Regions from separate parts of the Mus musculus genome. Here all the other regions are linked to region 3. A link is a contact called in public Hi-C and HiChIP or PLAC-seq data. All regions are on one chromosome and are shown on one strand. The core of a region is the stretch at or near the end of the contact, and the rest is flanking DNA. Distances in the headings are between cores, read along the strand shown.

Region 1 (2,700 bases), core at 37-2,536, 190 kb after region 3:
TCGACATTAGCTGCCCAACGGGCACCCCGTGTAGCCTATAACCACCAAATGGCAAGGTTAACCCAGATCTAGTTAGTTAGAACCTGTCACCAACAATACTAGTCCTCCCTGGAGGACCCAATGTCAGGAATAGCAGGCTCCAGCTGAGGATCTTTTTGGACTAGTCATCTTGCCTTCAGGCGAAGCAGCTGGCATCCAATAGGAAAAGAGAGTCCTCCTGGGGCCACGCAGCCAAGACCACCAATGATCACCATGGTCATGGAGCCAGGGCTGGCTCATGTTGAAAGATGACGCTTCAATGGAGTGCTCTTCCAGGGTGGCAGATGGAAGTGGGCGATTCTGTGGCTTCAGGGGCGTGGCCAACTCAGCCCGTGGTATTATGTGATGTTGTGCTGCTATCCCTTGGGAGGGCACTGGGGGCACAGGGGGCTGAGGACTTCTCGTTGCTCCTATAGTCAGACCCTCAATACAGGAGAGGCAGAAAGGAGGAATCCAGTGGGAGCCCAGATCTTCCTGGCTATGGGTCTTTGGATCCAGCATTTGAAGTTTTTGTGCTTCTGAGGAGACACACATGAGGACCACAGCACCTCTCATAACTGCTGCCACCAGCCTGTTTTTAGGGACCCAGGCAGTATGGTTTTGCTCCAGGTCTCAATTGGTTTCCTTGGTAGGATGGCTATACTGACTGCAGCAGCCGTTGTGAGAACCCTGATGGGCCTAACCACATTCTGAAAGGTGAAGAGAGCAGGCTAAGGTGGAGCAGGGAGGGAGGCAGGCTCGCTTGATCTCCACACTGCCTAGTAGAAGGACATTTCCTTCACACACACACCCTCACCCCTCTCCCTCACTGAGTTCCGTCCCTTCTCACACCCGGAAGTTGGGTAGGGGTATAGTCATTGTCTTTGTGGATAAACAGCTGACCCCAACTGTCCCTTTAGCTAGATGAGTCCTCTCCAGAGGCCCTGCTGCCCTCTACAGCTTAGAGGGATGGGGCCCAAAGCAGCCACTTCCTCCTACAAGTCATTCTTTCTCTAGGGAGTGGCCAGTGTCTGCAAGGCTCCGAGCTTACAGACATTCCTCTTGCAAGCAGCCGTCTGGCTTTAAGAGGTAAAGACACACTTTGCCTCATGGTGAGAGGCAGCAGGCAGTGGTTAGTCAGGTCTACCCCAGCGTGGGCTTTGGCATCTGTAGGCCCAGGAGGTGACAGGAGAAGGCCAGCGGGAGCTCCGCAGAGCGCCTGCTAGTGACTTGCCCTGCAGTCACTTCCCGAAAACTAGGCCGGCCTCTAGGCGGGGAGACGATCGGAGCCCGCCCACCCAGTCCGTCCCTCCTTGCTGCCTTGGGGTTTGCCCAGGCTCTTCGGAGCACGGAACTTACAGTAAATGGTGTAACCAGTGGAAACTCTCAGAGGGGGCGAGGAAAGGGCCAGGACTCAGGGCCCCAGTTCCCGTCTTAGCATACCGCTCCACCAGGTTCATTTCGCCCACCTTTCAGTAACGGGGCGCTGCCTTCCTGGTAAAAGGCTGACCTCCCTCTGGGATGTGCCAGAAAACAAAAACCAGCGAAATGCCCAGCTGGCCTCAGCCTGCAGGAACAGCAGCAGCCAGGGATTGAGCATCCAGTTGTCGGCTTCCCTCAGCCCGCTTGAGATGGGGGTTTCCTTTGCACCAGACTAGGGGCCCTGGTTAGCTCAGAGAGCATTCAAAGTGTCGCTGAGGCTCAGCGCCTTCCCATATGACCTTCAAAAGAAATGGAAGCTGTCTTGATGAGCAATGTCAGGGTCCTCTGCTCCTCCACAACTTAAAAGAGAAACCCCGACTGTACTGAGTTTCCGTGATTGGCAGTATAGCTGATAAATCCCATCTCTCCTTAGCCTGCAGCTCACTCCTGCTGGATCATTTAGGGTTAATTTTAAATGTCAAGTTATCGTACATCTGCTAACCACTATACTTTTGAGTCAACATTCTCATGCCAACAATTGATGTTATCAGCCAGTCAGTCCACAAACACTTAAGTTCACTTGGAGCTTAAACGGGCATTTAATACATGCTTAAATAATTAAAGCAGGCTTTAATTATTTGTATCATATTTAATAGGGTTTTTAAACTTGCCCGGGCGTTAAAACGACCTAAGACACCTGTTAAAAGCTCAGATTTCCAGAACTGAGGTGTTGGCTCCGTTGGTAAAGTGCTAACGGAGGACCTGAATTGTGTTCTCAAGCACCCATATAAAAAGTGGGGCGGGGGGAGCACGTGGCTGGAATGTGGGCGATGGCGAGATTGGAGGCAGATCCCTGAAAGCCCGAGGGCCACTGGCAGTTCCAGGTAATGAGACATCCTCTCTCAAACAAAATGTGGACGGTGCCCGTGGGAGTTCTTCTGACCTCCATGTGCGTGTCACACATGCGTGCACCTGCACCCATACATGTGTGCACACACATGGAAAAGAAAAGCCCAGATTCCAGAGTCCAAATTTCTTCCCAAATCCCAGATCTGCAGAAGAGCTGCCTGCAAGCTTCTGGCCTGAAATGAGGTTCCTTTGCCTCTCAGGGGACTTGGGGGAGGCCCCCAGGACTTGGCAAGGTTCTGTTTATTCAGGTCCGGGAACCCCATTATCTGGAGAAGTTGTTGTTTCTCAGCAACTTCTATGCCCCAGTGCTGTGGTGGCTGGTAAATGACGCAGTCCCCACAACACTGGAAG
Region 2 (2,700 bases), core at 197-2,696, 210 kb after region 3:
CAGGCTCTTCCCTTCCAACGTTTTGCTCTCTCTCTCTCTCTCTCTCTCTCTCTCTCTCTCTCTCTCTCTCTGTGTGTGTGTGTGTGTGTGTGTGTGTGTGTGTGTGTGTGTGTGTGTTCCTGTGCATCCTCCCATATCCCTCACCATGGCGACTCCCCTGGCCTCAATCCTTGGAGCCAGTGAATTTGCCCGAGAGCAGCTTCTCAATAAACCCACTTTAATATAATATAATCTGACTTGAATTGGCTCATTTCCCTGGCAGCGGACAAATAACATATCACAGATGATTCTCAGCTGCCGCTGTCTACTTTTAACCTTTTTGAAGCCCTGGCAAAAGAAAGAAAAGATGGTGTGGTGTTCTCTGTGCCGAACCGCCAAATACTGCAGTGCCAAGTGTGAGAAAAAAAAAGCTTGGCCGGATCACAAGTGGGAATGCCAATGTCTTAAAAACTGCAACCCAGATATCCCATGGGTTCCGTGGCTCTTTTAGGCAGGGTTATCGTCAAGTTTACCCCTCAAAGTCAGAAAGACTTTACTCATTTTATAATCTGGAGTTCAATATTAATAAACTCAATGAAGATAAGAAAGAGGGCCTGAGGTGACTTGCAATGACATTTCAACATTTTGAGAGAGTAGGAAAAAAAGAGATGAAAATGTCTGGATTTTACAGGGAAGAGATTGGGGGGGGGGGGGGACACGACAGCCAAAGCCCAGACCCTGGGCTAGAAAGTTCAAGGTTGGGGGCAGGGTATGCCAGGTAGAGACTGAGGGATTCTGGGAGAATCTGGAGGCCAGGTCTGCTTTGGTATGTAAGATCCACACTTGGGTCTCTTGTCCTTGATCCGAAACCAAATACAAGGGTCAAGAGGAGCTCCTTAGGTCGTTGAAGGTGCACCCTTGCAGAAGATTCTGGGACTCTGCTGTTCTTCACCGGCCTAGTCCCTCTGTCCCTCTGTCCCTCTTCCCTCCTCTGTATTAGTGACTTTTCTATTGCTGTTATGAGACATAATGACCAAGTCAGCCTGTAGAGGGAAGGGACTTACAGTTTCAGAGTGATGGCAATCCTGCCCTCTCTCTCCCTACCTCAAAATGCTTTCATATGCTTGTTTGAAGTGAGCATTGGGGTGAGTGTGAAGGACAAAATAATAAAAATAACTGCAATGGGGGAGGGATGTGAATGTGCTCCGAGGGTTGGCAGAGACTGCCGGTGGCATCCTTTTTGGCCCTATTTTTCTTTTCGTGATGTTTTCAGGAACTGTTGTAACCCTCATCTTAGATACAGAAACAGCCTCAAAAGACGCTACCTGGTTTGCCCGTGTTAATTAAGTGCGAACACAGGACTCAGGCTGGCCTGCGCTGACCCCAAAGCTGGGATCTTCGGGCCAGGCTTGAAACGCTAAGGAAGGTTCTCTAGCTCCACATTGTACACAGAACCACGGGGACAGCACCTAGGTAGTGCTGCCACCTAGCGATAAGATGGAGAACTGCACGTGCCAATTTTTGGTCCCTGTTTCACGCTGAGCTGACCATTGAAGTTCCGGCCAATGGTCATACCTTCCTTGCTCTGCCAGGAGTGGGGTGCACAGTTGTGATCTCTGGATGTAAGCTTCCACCTCTCTGGGCACCCCCAAAGCTCACTATAAAGGGAGTCATAAATGATTGACAGGAAGCTCTCAACAGTTTGGGGGTTCCACCTGGCCTCCACATATCACCTTGAAGACATTTGATGTGAGGGTCAAAGTTCATCCCATACCTCCTCTATGGCAAGTCCTCTAATTTCTGTACTGTCGTGTTCGGCTCTAGTCATCAAGCAACCAGCTAGCTCTCTGGTCACAGAGCAGAGAAAACCCCTGTGCCCAGTGTCTCTGCTCTGCCAGGCTGCCCTGCCCCGTGCCCCACTTCTTCTGTCCGTTGGATTCACCAGCTGAGGCCCGTTTGTGTCAGCACAGTCATTCAGACACAATGACTCAAGTCGGTGGGGGAGGGGGAGCTGTGTCAGCACAGGGTGTTTGACCTTTATGGCAGTGAGGAGTCACCTCAATCTGAAATGTGTGGCTGCCTAGTGATTTCAGTCTCAACTGAAATGCGGACATGAGTGTGATCAATGGGCAGGTGAACAGAAGCACTTCCCCGCTTTCACTCCCTGCACATAGCTCCTTCTGGATCTTCTCTCTTTGTCCAGGTCCGTGACACCTGAACCGTGAAAGAGGAGTTCTCAGAAAATTGGGTACTACCAGAAGATCCAGCAATTCCTCTCCTGGGCATATACCCAGAAGATGTTCCAACTGGTAATAAGGACACATGCTCCACTATGTTCGTAGCAGCCTTATTTATAATAGCCAGAAGCTGGAAAGAACACAGATGTCCCTCAACAGAGGAATGGATAAAGAAAGTATGGTACTTATACAATGTAGTACTACTCAGCTATTAAAAACAATGAATTTATGAAATTCTTAGGCAAATGGATGTATCTGGAGGATATCATCCTGAGTGAGGTAACCCAATCACAAAAGAAGTCACTTGATATGCACTCACTGATAAGTGGATATTAGCCCAGAAACTTAGAATACCCAAGATATAATTTGCAAAACACAAGAAAATCAAGAAGAAGGAAGACCAACGTGTGGGTACTTCATTCCTCCTTAGAATAGGGAACAAAGAAGGAGTTAGAGAGACAAAGTTTGGAGCTGAGATGAAAGG
Region 3 (2,700 bases), core at 198-2,697:
GTAACACTTACAGAAAATTGCATTGTTCTGCCTGAATCTTCAGAGACTGGAGCTCCTGGCTTCACTGCAAATCACAAATGGAGAAGCTGAGGGGCCTGCCTGCCGCCGCAGGCTTCTGACAGTGACAGAGTGGGGCCCTGCAGCTCCCACCCCTGAGCCCTTCTAGCTACCTGATTCCACTGTGGCTTTGTGAGACAGCTATGGCCTTGGTGACTTAACTGCTGGTTTAGTGCCGAGTTAAGAGGAGATGTTGAGATGACAACAGGTAGTGGAGATGAAACCTCAAAGGGAGGGAAGGGGTAGAGGAAAGGACATGTCTGCACATTTTTCAACTTCCCTGGCTGAGGATAAGTCATTTGAAAGAGGAACTTAATACTCTCCCAACTCTTCCGTTATTTTTATAGCACCCTCAGAGGGATTAAAGATTGAATCCAAGTAAAAACAGCAAGCCTTCAGTGTCCAGGAGAGTGTAGGAGTTAGTATGCTAATCTGTGGACCTAAAATTGAATATCTTTTCTTTCTTTCCTTCTTTCACTAGTTTTGTTTGTGTGTTTGTTTGTTTGAGATAGTTTATCATGTAGCCCAGGCTGGCCTGGAACTTGTTATGTGGCCCAGGTTGGCCTCCAGCCCATCCATCCTGTGTCAGGCTGTCGAGGTATCCCACATCCCAAAACACACAGTAAATTCTAGCCTCTTGAAGCCGATAGGTAAGGATGTTCTTAGGAAGAACTCACACTGAAGCCCACTAGACAAACACATGGTGTCTAGGTAGGGAGTGTGGGACCCCGACTTAGAGCATTTCTCCCTGGAAGGTAAAGCCCCTGGACATTCCCCAAACTTGTTTTCCCTGATCTCTAAAAATACAGCCAGAAAGAAGCTCTTTGTTCTCTATAGCCAGCAAAAAGCCTTTTTGTTTCTGTGCCTTACAGCTAGAGATGAGATAATTGTAGGAAGACCTACAAGGACATGGAGATAGACACTGGAGAGGAGGCTGCAGCTCACTCTCCCCTCGCCAGAAAGGAGCTGTAGCCAACTTTTTTCCCAACTCCTCCCAACTCCTCCCAACTCCTTCCAACTCCTCCCAACTCCTTCCAACTCCTCCCAACTCCTCCCAACTCTCCTCCCAACTCCTCCCATTCCTCAGCTACCTGTTAAAAGCCCCCTACTGTCACCGCTCCCTCAGGGTCGAACTCCCCTGCCCTGAAAGGCTCGAGGGGTTCGTCCTCAGCTAGCTGATAATAAAACCTCTTGCAGTTTGCATCAGGTGTGGTTATCTCTCGGGACGTTGGGGTGTTGGCCAACTAATCTCGGGACTTGAGCGGAGGCCCAGCTTCGGGGGTCTTACAGGAGCAGGGTGTAGAGTGAAATCTAGCAAGGCCAGGCTTGGTCCTGATGCAGCCATAGGGAATGGCAGAATGCTTGGTGCACAGCTGCAGTCCCAGAATTGAGGGTACTGGGGAAGGATTGCTGTATGAGGCCAGCGTGGGCTACAGAGTGAGACCATTTCTCACAAAACCAAACACCAGTGACACCAGCGAAGAGGGAACCACAGGCTCTCAGTGTCTCGGTAGTTCAATTTGAGAAAAGCTTGCTTCCTATCCCTCTGAAATCTGATGTGAGTTCAGCACACAACTGTCTTCCCTGGGTGACTCAGTGATCCACGCTAGCAATGATTCCTGGGTCACACATGGTATTCGGTGAGTCATACTGTCTGTGCCACACAGAAAGACTGAGGCATGTGGGGAAACTACTAGTAGCTTTAAGAGGCTAGAATTTACTGTGTGTATATTGGGATGTGGGATGGTTTAACAGAGAAATTATAGGGGGTCAAGTCAGGCTGAGGCCAGTTGCATTGAACCTGGGAAGCCGCCTCAAATGCTAAGGAGTTTGAGAAGGAAGTGAAAGTTCTTCCTTTGACATGATAGAAGGTCCAGCTTAGAAAGATGAGGTTCTTTTTGGGGGGTAGAGATAGGTGAGCAAGATTAGGGGACAGACCAGTAGGGACTGTGGCGATGGCCCAGCAGGTAGGCTATGCTAGTGTGAGGACCAGAGTTCCGATCTTTGAAGCCCATGTCAATGCTAAATGTTCTAAAGCAGACCAAGGCAGAGATAGGTGATTTCCAAAGCAAACTCGCTCTTTAGGCTAGCCATATCGGAGAACTCTGGGTTTGATTGATCAATCCTGCCGCATTGAACGAGGTAGAAGAGTAACTGAGGATTATTTTCAGCATCAACAATGAGCCTCCACATGCACCTGTACACACATACATGTGCATGGCACACACATATACGTCTACATATGTGCACACCACATACATGAAAATGGAAAAAGAAGAAGCAGAAACAAACAAATACATACACAAATAAATTCATTAGTTGGGAGGTCAGGGTACCCTGAGTACGTCTGGGCTGTGAAATGAAAGGGTTGGCTGTCTCCAGGATCTGTGAAGGACTCGGAGGGGAGAGAGAAGTGGGGGGTAGGGTACATATTGTGGGGGCTGAGCAACTAGAGGAGGGATCTATTCATCTATTCAAGCATTGGAGAAATCAATTTAGGGAAAAGACAATGTGATCAGTTGGGGACTTACTCAATTTCAGGCATCAACAGAGAGAGAAAGAAGTCCAGAGGACATTGGGAGTAAGGGACTGAAGCCCTTAAAGAAGAACAGCGGGGGGGGGGGGGGGGGGGCTGATACTGTT
Region 4 (2,700 bases), core at 61-2,560, 250 kb before region 3:
ACACATGTTGCTTCAGCATCAATACTGTTAAGGGTAAGTTCTTCAACACACTGGCCCAAGGAGCTTATGGCTAAACCGGAACGCAACTTGGTTTTTACGTCATCTGATAGACACCTGATCATGGCAGGGACACATGTGGAGGGAGTGGCAGACACTGGCTTCCTTCTCTGACTGGAAAATAATCACCTACAGGAAACAAAACACAACACATACTCTAGCAAACCTCAGTTATATCACATCACCCATTTCTCTCGACTATTACAAAGAACTACAGTTAGAGTATTAAACCAAAACGCGAAAGGGAAGTATACTTCTAGTTTCTAGACAGCACACAAAACTCATGCACTGGTATAACAAGCTTCAATTCCAAAGCATTCATAATTTCATTAATTTTCGCTGTTCCTAAAATGAATGCCCTAGAGTGAAATTATAATTACGCTAGATGCTGATCCGTAAAGACACTATTCAAATTTCTAAGCACTTCACTAAAAACAGATGCCTAAATTAAACGCAGCTAAGAAACATTAGCTAGAAATTATTCATGAAAAAAGTCCAAGCTAGTTTCATAACATTTATACTTTACACAATAACCACGGCTTTTAGAAAATCCTTTGATGTTCTAAGACACTGTAAGTAAGAAGGTAAAAAAAACAATGGGACTAAGTCAAAGTCAAATCTATCAAGGAGACACAGTAAGCCATTACTTTCTCAGGAAGAGGTGGGGGTGGGGGAGGTAAAACTCCTTTGATATTTAAGTCCTGCTCCTGTGTAGCTTGATAGCTTGCAGAAAGGCCCTTATTACTGATATTCTTTTATATTGATACTCTCGGTCTTTTATATCCCCAGAACATAGCTTGGCAATAAAAAGTGAGTGTATGGGGTGGTCGGACCCTGATTCCAGGTTTTCTTATACAAACCCTAAGACTCTAGGTAGTTAAAGGTCTCATTCTTAAGTGACAACAGTGAGGCAGGTGACAGGCTCTTTTGTTTTGTTTTTAAAGCCTGGAAAAACCGGGGCTACGACAGCATTTAGCCACCGTTGGCAAACGGGGTGAATGTGTAATGAGCAGTTCTAGGGTCTGGAAAGTCGGGCATCCCGTGCAGGCCGGGCCGCGCCTGCGCAATCCACCCACCCCGCACCTCCGGGGGAGCCGGGGCCCCGCCAGACAGGCCCGCGGCAGTCACCATTGCTCCTGTCCAGTTAGACAAGCTCTCTGGACCACATTTCATCACGTGCTTTCCCCCTTCACCTCGAATCTCCTCCATCAACTCTCACCGACCAACCACCTCCAACGCCGAGCGCGCGCTCCCGAGCATGCGCTTCCGAGACACCGCCAGACGGCGTCTGCACGACGTCTCAGTGCGCAGGCGCTAAGGTGGCCAAGCTGCGCGTCCCTTCACCTGGCGGGTTCCAATTAGTTCTTTTGTCTTATTCTCTTTCGGAATGGGGTGAAAGGCTGTTTCTACTAAATTTTACTTTGCTCCCCTTCTCGTCTCCTTTGCATGTTCTAATATGTAGTTCCACATATATCTTTCTTGTTTCCTTAGTCTTTGTTCGCTAGATTGTAAACTATGTGAAAGTAGTTTGGTTTTTTGTTTACTGCTGTGTCCTGGTGGCAAGTAGATATTCAGGGAATGAATGCAGAGCATTCCTTTTTTTGTTTGTTTGTTTTTCGAGATAGGGTTTCTCTGTATAGCCTTGGCTGTCCTGGAACTCACTCTGTAGACTAGGTTGGCCTTGAACTCAGAAATCTGCCTGCCTCTGCCTCCCAAATCCAGGGATTAAAGGCGTGCGCCACCACTGCCTGGCAAGAGCATTCTTGAAAATTAAAGCTTTACGAAGCTGGAAAGGGCTGAGAAGCCTCTCTCTCTTTCTCTCATATTTTGTTTTTGTTTTTCTTTCAAAACATGATTTCTCTGTGTAACAGCCCCGGAACTCGCTTTATAGACCAGGCTGGCCTATAAACTCACGGAAATCCTTCTGCCTCTGCCTCCCAAACGCTGGGATTAAAGGTGTGCTCCCACTCCCCACCCCACCTCCACGTCTGCCCAGCCCAACTCTCTTGATTTGCAAATCAGGACATCAGGGTCCCTCCTTCCCTTCCTTCCTCTCTTCCTCCCTCTCTCTCTCTCCCCACCCCCATACCACCACGGCTTTTTCCTGCAAGAGCACAGTGAGAATATTTTGAGAATTATTAGGCAATCCTCAGTTTTTGTCTTCTGTTTCATCCAAACCTCCTCCCAGAAACTTTTTAAAAAAGATTTATGTATTTCATGTGTATGGGGTTTTGTCTGCTTGTACTTCTGCACACCAGAAGAGGGCATCGGATCCCTTGGTCTTAGAGCCATAGACTGTGTGAACCACCATGTGGGTGTTGGGAGTTGAACTCAGGACTTCTGGAAAAGTTGCCAGTGCTCTTAACTGCTGAGCCATCTCCACAGGGAGGACATCCCTCCTCCCTTTAAAGGAACTTAGGACAAAGTTTTAAATGAGTATATATTTAATTACTAACCAAACCAAATCAGACTTGTGGAGCCAATGAAGCAAACTTCTGATTATTGTTCAGTTTGCCAGGGCTTCATGACAAAAGGCCACAGGCTGGGTGGCTTAAGTAGCCGGGGTTTTTGTTTGTTTTCTTTTCTTTCCAGTTCTAGGACAAGCTGGAGTTTAGGCCAGGATTCCTTCTTGGGTGTGGCTGT
Region 5 (2,700 bases), core at 86-2,585, 130 kb after region 3:
GCCTTGAAAACACTAAAATCTAAAAAGGAAGAAAAGCTTATTTGTTTGTTGTCTGTCTTCATACCACAGTTTGCTTATTGAGCTCAAAGAACAGCCTAAAAGAATCTGTTTTCTTCCACCATGTGGGTCCCAGGGATCAAATCCAGGTGGCCACCCTCAGCAGTAAGCTCTCTCACCTACCAAGCACATCTCCCCGTCCCCTTGATGAATTCTTTTATACCCAATTCAGGGCCCTAAAAACAAACAAACAAACAAACAAACAAACAAACAAACCACCCTAGGGCAACAGACCCTAACACCTGAAATTAGGAGGGGGTGTTTGGGTGCTATAGAAAGCAGGCAGAAGCCCAGCGGCGTGGTGGCACATGCTTTTAATCCCAGCACTCCAGAGGCAGAGGCAGAGGCAGGCAGATTTCTGAGTTCGAGGCCAGCCTGGTCTACAAAGTGAGTTCCAGGACAGACAGGACTATACAGAGAAACCCTGTCTCGAAAAACCAAAAAAATAGAAAGAAAGAAAGAAAGAAAGAAAGAAAGAAAGAAAGAAAGAAAGAAAGAAAGAAAGAAAGCAAGCAGAAGCCATGAGGAACAAGTCAGTAAGCAGCACCCCTCAGTGGCCACTCCATCAGTGACTGCCTCCAGGTTCCTGCCCCGCCTTCCCTCCGTGATGAACAGTGCTATGGAATTATACGCTAAAATGAACCCTCTCTTCCTCAAGTCACTTTTGGTCACGGTGTTGAGAACGACAGTGTCACTTTTGAGAGGGATGGCGCCTGGCCCCAGCCTGCCCCACAGTGGCGAGTTACAGTCACATCCTTCCTGTCAGTGCTTGCCAAACTGGAAGGTGTGCACTTGGGATGAAGACTCTTGGGGACTGCAGAGTCCTCACGTTCGTTCTCCAGACTCAGTGGCTTTTGGTGGGAAAAAGCTGACTAGACTCATTTAAAACCGTTCCATCCCAGCAAGAAATCAGAAATGATACCACACCCTCTGCACGGGCAACTGCAGAGAAAGAGCGCCTGAAGCCAGAACCCAGAGGATGCGGGTGATCGTGGTCCCAACAGACCCCCATTGGACTCACTGACCCCTGAGAAGGGTGGATTGCAGAGGGTGATGGTTGACTACTGTGATTCTAGACTACTGTTGGCAGTGTGCTGGGGGGTGGTCACTCAGGCAAGGCATTCTTACTCTCCATCAACAGGTAGGATAAATAATAATAGTAGTTCACTTTAACTGGTACCATTGCTTGGATGTTGAACATCTTCCAAAGGCCCATGCGTTAGTGACTTGAACCTCAGCCTGTGGTGCTGTTAGGAAGTGGTTGGACTTTAGAGAAGTATAGCTATGTAGGAGGAAGTTAGTTCACTAGTGGTGTGTCCTCAAAGAGGATATTGGGACCCCAGCTCCTTCCTCTCTTCTTTGGGTTTTCTGGTTGCTAGGACATGAGTGACTTCCTGTGCCATGGTCTCTGGCTCATCACAGGTCCAAGGCCACAGGGTCAAGCAACTTGGAACCAAAGCCTCAGAAATAACAGACTAATCCCAAGTGCATGGTTATCTTGGATATTCTGTTGGAGCAGTGGAAAGCTGACTAATAAATGGCAACTGTTTTCAGTTCTAATTGGTAAATGTATTCTTCTCCTGTTTCACCAATGGGAGGGTCTAAATCAGCTTCCTCTCACATGGGAAAGCCAGAAGCATCCGTTCAGTGTCTAGCTTAGGGGTTACTTTGACTCTCCCGCTCTCCATCCTACTGTGACTCATGGGAAGTTTGGGCCTCTTGACACTCCATAGTCTCCTGAGGCTCCCACTGGATGGGTGTCATTATGCTCACGAGACCCTCAGAGCAAGGAGTGGCAATCACCAGACACCTAGTAAGCACAGAGGTGAGAGACAATGGGAAAGAAACCCTAGGTGGATGTGTCGACCTGCCACGTTGACAACATTCTCAGGTCGCCATTGGTCTGAAATCTCCAAAGCGTCCCTTCAAAGCAAGACTCAAGTTACTGCATGTTATACCTGCCACAGAGAAGGGGCCATGGCCTTAGCAGACCTCTGGGTTTGGAGACAACATAGTTTAAGTATTGGGGATAGTGCTCTAGCCCATGCCAGTGACTTGGAAACCTGACAGTTTCCAGGCTCTGCAGATTGTCCACCCTGCAGCTGTAGCTCATCCGTCATCTATACCATATAACTAATGAGACACCAGAGCCAAAAAGGCCATGGCACATTTGGCCTCCTCTAGATGGTTCCACTAGACAGAGCCCAGGGTAGTCCACACTAACCTATACCTGGTGTTGGGAAGTCCTTTGCCATCTCTTGCCCAGAGACACTCAGGATTTAAATGGAGGCCATTCAACCCAACAGTTTCTTGAAATGGCCTCCTCCTCCTCCTCCTCCTCTTCTTCCTCTTCCTCCTCCAGCTTGGGCAGGGGAGGGGGTCATGCAGAAAGCAGCAGCCCCTCCCTCATGCTGGGGTAAGAGAGGATGTGGTCCCATGTGGACTCTGTTTTGCTTTGCAAAGCTGTGTCTATTCCTCCATGCTCAGATTCCCAAACCAGGTAAAAGGATAATCACCCTAAAAACAGCTCTTTCTGCACATGGTGACCTGCTGCACCTTGCTGTCTCTGTAAATGCCTCAATTTAAAAACTCTTATTTTTTTTTAAGATTTATTATTATTTTTAAGTACACTGTAGCTGTCTT

Evidence for each region. A called contact is a pair of places that touch in the nucleus more often than the background predicts. HiChIP or PLAC-seq counts read pairs in DNA pulled down with a chosen protein or histone mark.
Region 1: a Hi-C map of bone marrow-derived macrophages shows a contact between it and region 3, with 31 read pairs. The contact joins two enhancer-like sites. A contact is called at or near these places in 2 of 484 Hi-C or Micro-C datasets (bone marrow-derived macrophages and nephron progenitors), 10 of 115 datasets of contacts at active chromatin or transcription factors (T-cell acute lymphoblastic leukemia, bone marrow-derived macrophages, embryonic stem cells and 3 more) and 5 of 9 other capture datasets (adipose tissue, bone marrow-derived macrophages, embryonic stem cells and 2 more).
Region 2: a contact with region 3 is called in a Hi-C map of bone marrow-derived macrophages, with 24 read pairs. The contact joins two enhancer-like sites. A contact is called at or near these places in 1 of 39 promoter capture datasets (the C10 cell line), 6 of 15 datasets of contacts at CTCF or cohesin (the NIH/3T3 cell line, embryonic stem cells, hippocampal excitatory neurons and 3 more), 114 of 484 Hi-C or Micro-C datasets (3T3-L1-derived adipocytes, the AML12 cell line, the AtT-20 cell line and 65 more), 6 of 115 datasets of contacts at active chromatin or transcription factors (CD8 T cells, astrocytes, bone marrow-derived dendritic cells and 3 more) and 2 of 9 other capture datasets (adipose tissue and bone marrow-derived macrophages).
Region 4: a contact with region 3 is called in an H3K4me3 HiChIP or PLAC-seq map of bone marrow-derived macrophages, with 4 times the contacts expected there. The contact joins the promoter of Mlh3 here to the enhancer-like site in region 3. A contact is called at or near these places in 2 of 115 datasets of contacts at active chromatin or transcription factors (bone marrow-derived macrophages and embryonic stem cells) and 2 of 9 other capture datasets (adipose tissue and liver).
Region 5: a Hi-C map of bone marrow-derived macrophages shows a contact between it and region 3, with 68 read pairs. The contact joins two enhancer-like sites. A contact is called at or near these places in 1 of 39 promoter capture datasets (embryonic stem cells), 1 of 15 datasets of contacts at CTCF or cohesin (large pre-B cells), 58 of 484 Hi-C or Micro-C datasets (8-cell embryo, B cells, CD4 single positive thymocytes and 29 more), 19 of 115 datasets of contacts at active chromatin or transcription factors (the 230-238 cell line, CD8 T cells, the HPC-7 cell line and 12 more) and 2 of 9 other capture datasets (bone marrow-derived macrophages and embryonic stem cells).

Annotation. Positions count from the first base shown.
Region 1 is chr12:85,704,400-85,707,099 of GRCm38.p6, forward strand. All of the region lies in intron 2 of Batf (basic leucine zipper transcription factor, ATF-like), which reads left to right. Among named protein-coding and RNA genes, the nearest start is that of Batf, 19 kb to the left of the region's middle. Within about 2 kb of position 1,287, at least 326 of the 459 cell types and tissues checked have an H3K27ac peak or open chromatin away from gene starts, as enhancers often do. A contact at or near this core is called in bone marrow-derived macrophages and microglia, where this site is marked.
Region 2 is chr12:85,728,120-85,730,819 of GRCm38.p6, forward strand. No RefSeq gene overlaps it. Among named protein-coding and RNA genes, the nearest start is that of Flvcr2, 17 kb to the right of the region's middle. Within about 2 kb of position 1,447, at least 10 of the 459 cell types and tissues checked have an H3K27ac peak or open chromatin away from gene starts, as enhancers often do. A contact at or near this core is called in bone marrow-derived macrophages, where this site is marked.
Region 3 is chr12:85,518,079-85,520,778 of GRCm38.p6, forward strand. No RefSeq gene overlaps it. Among named protein-coding and RNA genes, the nearest start is that of Gm32296, 10 kb to the right of the region's middle. Within about 2 kb of position 1,448, at least 46 of the 459 cell types and tissues checked have an H3K27ac peak or open chromatin away from gene starts, as enhancers often do. A contact at or near this core is called in the HPC-7 cell line, bone marrow-derived macrophages and microglia, where this site is marked.
Region 4 is chr12:85,269,289-85,271,988 of GRCm38.p6, forward strand. Mlh3 (mutL homolog 3) reads right to left here and starts at 1,311. Exons shown (of 12, transcript NM_175337.2): 1 at 1,251-1,311; 2 at 1-186. The coding sequence starts at 122.
Region 5 is chr12:85,646,791-85,649,490 of GRCm38.p6, forward strand. It overlaps the pseudogene Gm33312. Among named protein-coding and RNA genes, the nearest start is that of Batf, 39 kb to the right of the region's middle. Within about 2 kb of position 1,336, at least 45 of the 459 cell types and tissues checked have an H3K27ac peak or open chromatin away from gene starts, as enhancers often do. A contact at or near this core is called in the HPC-7 cell line and bone marrow-derived macrophages, where this site is marked.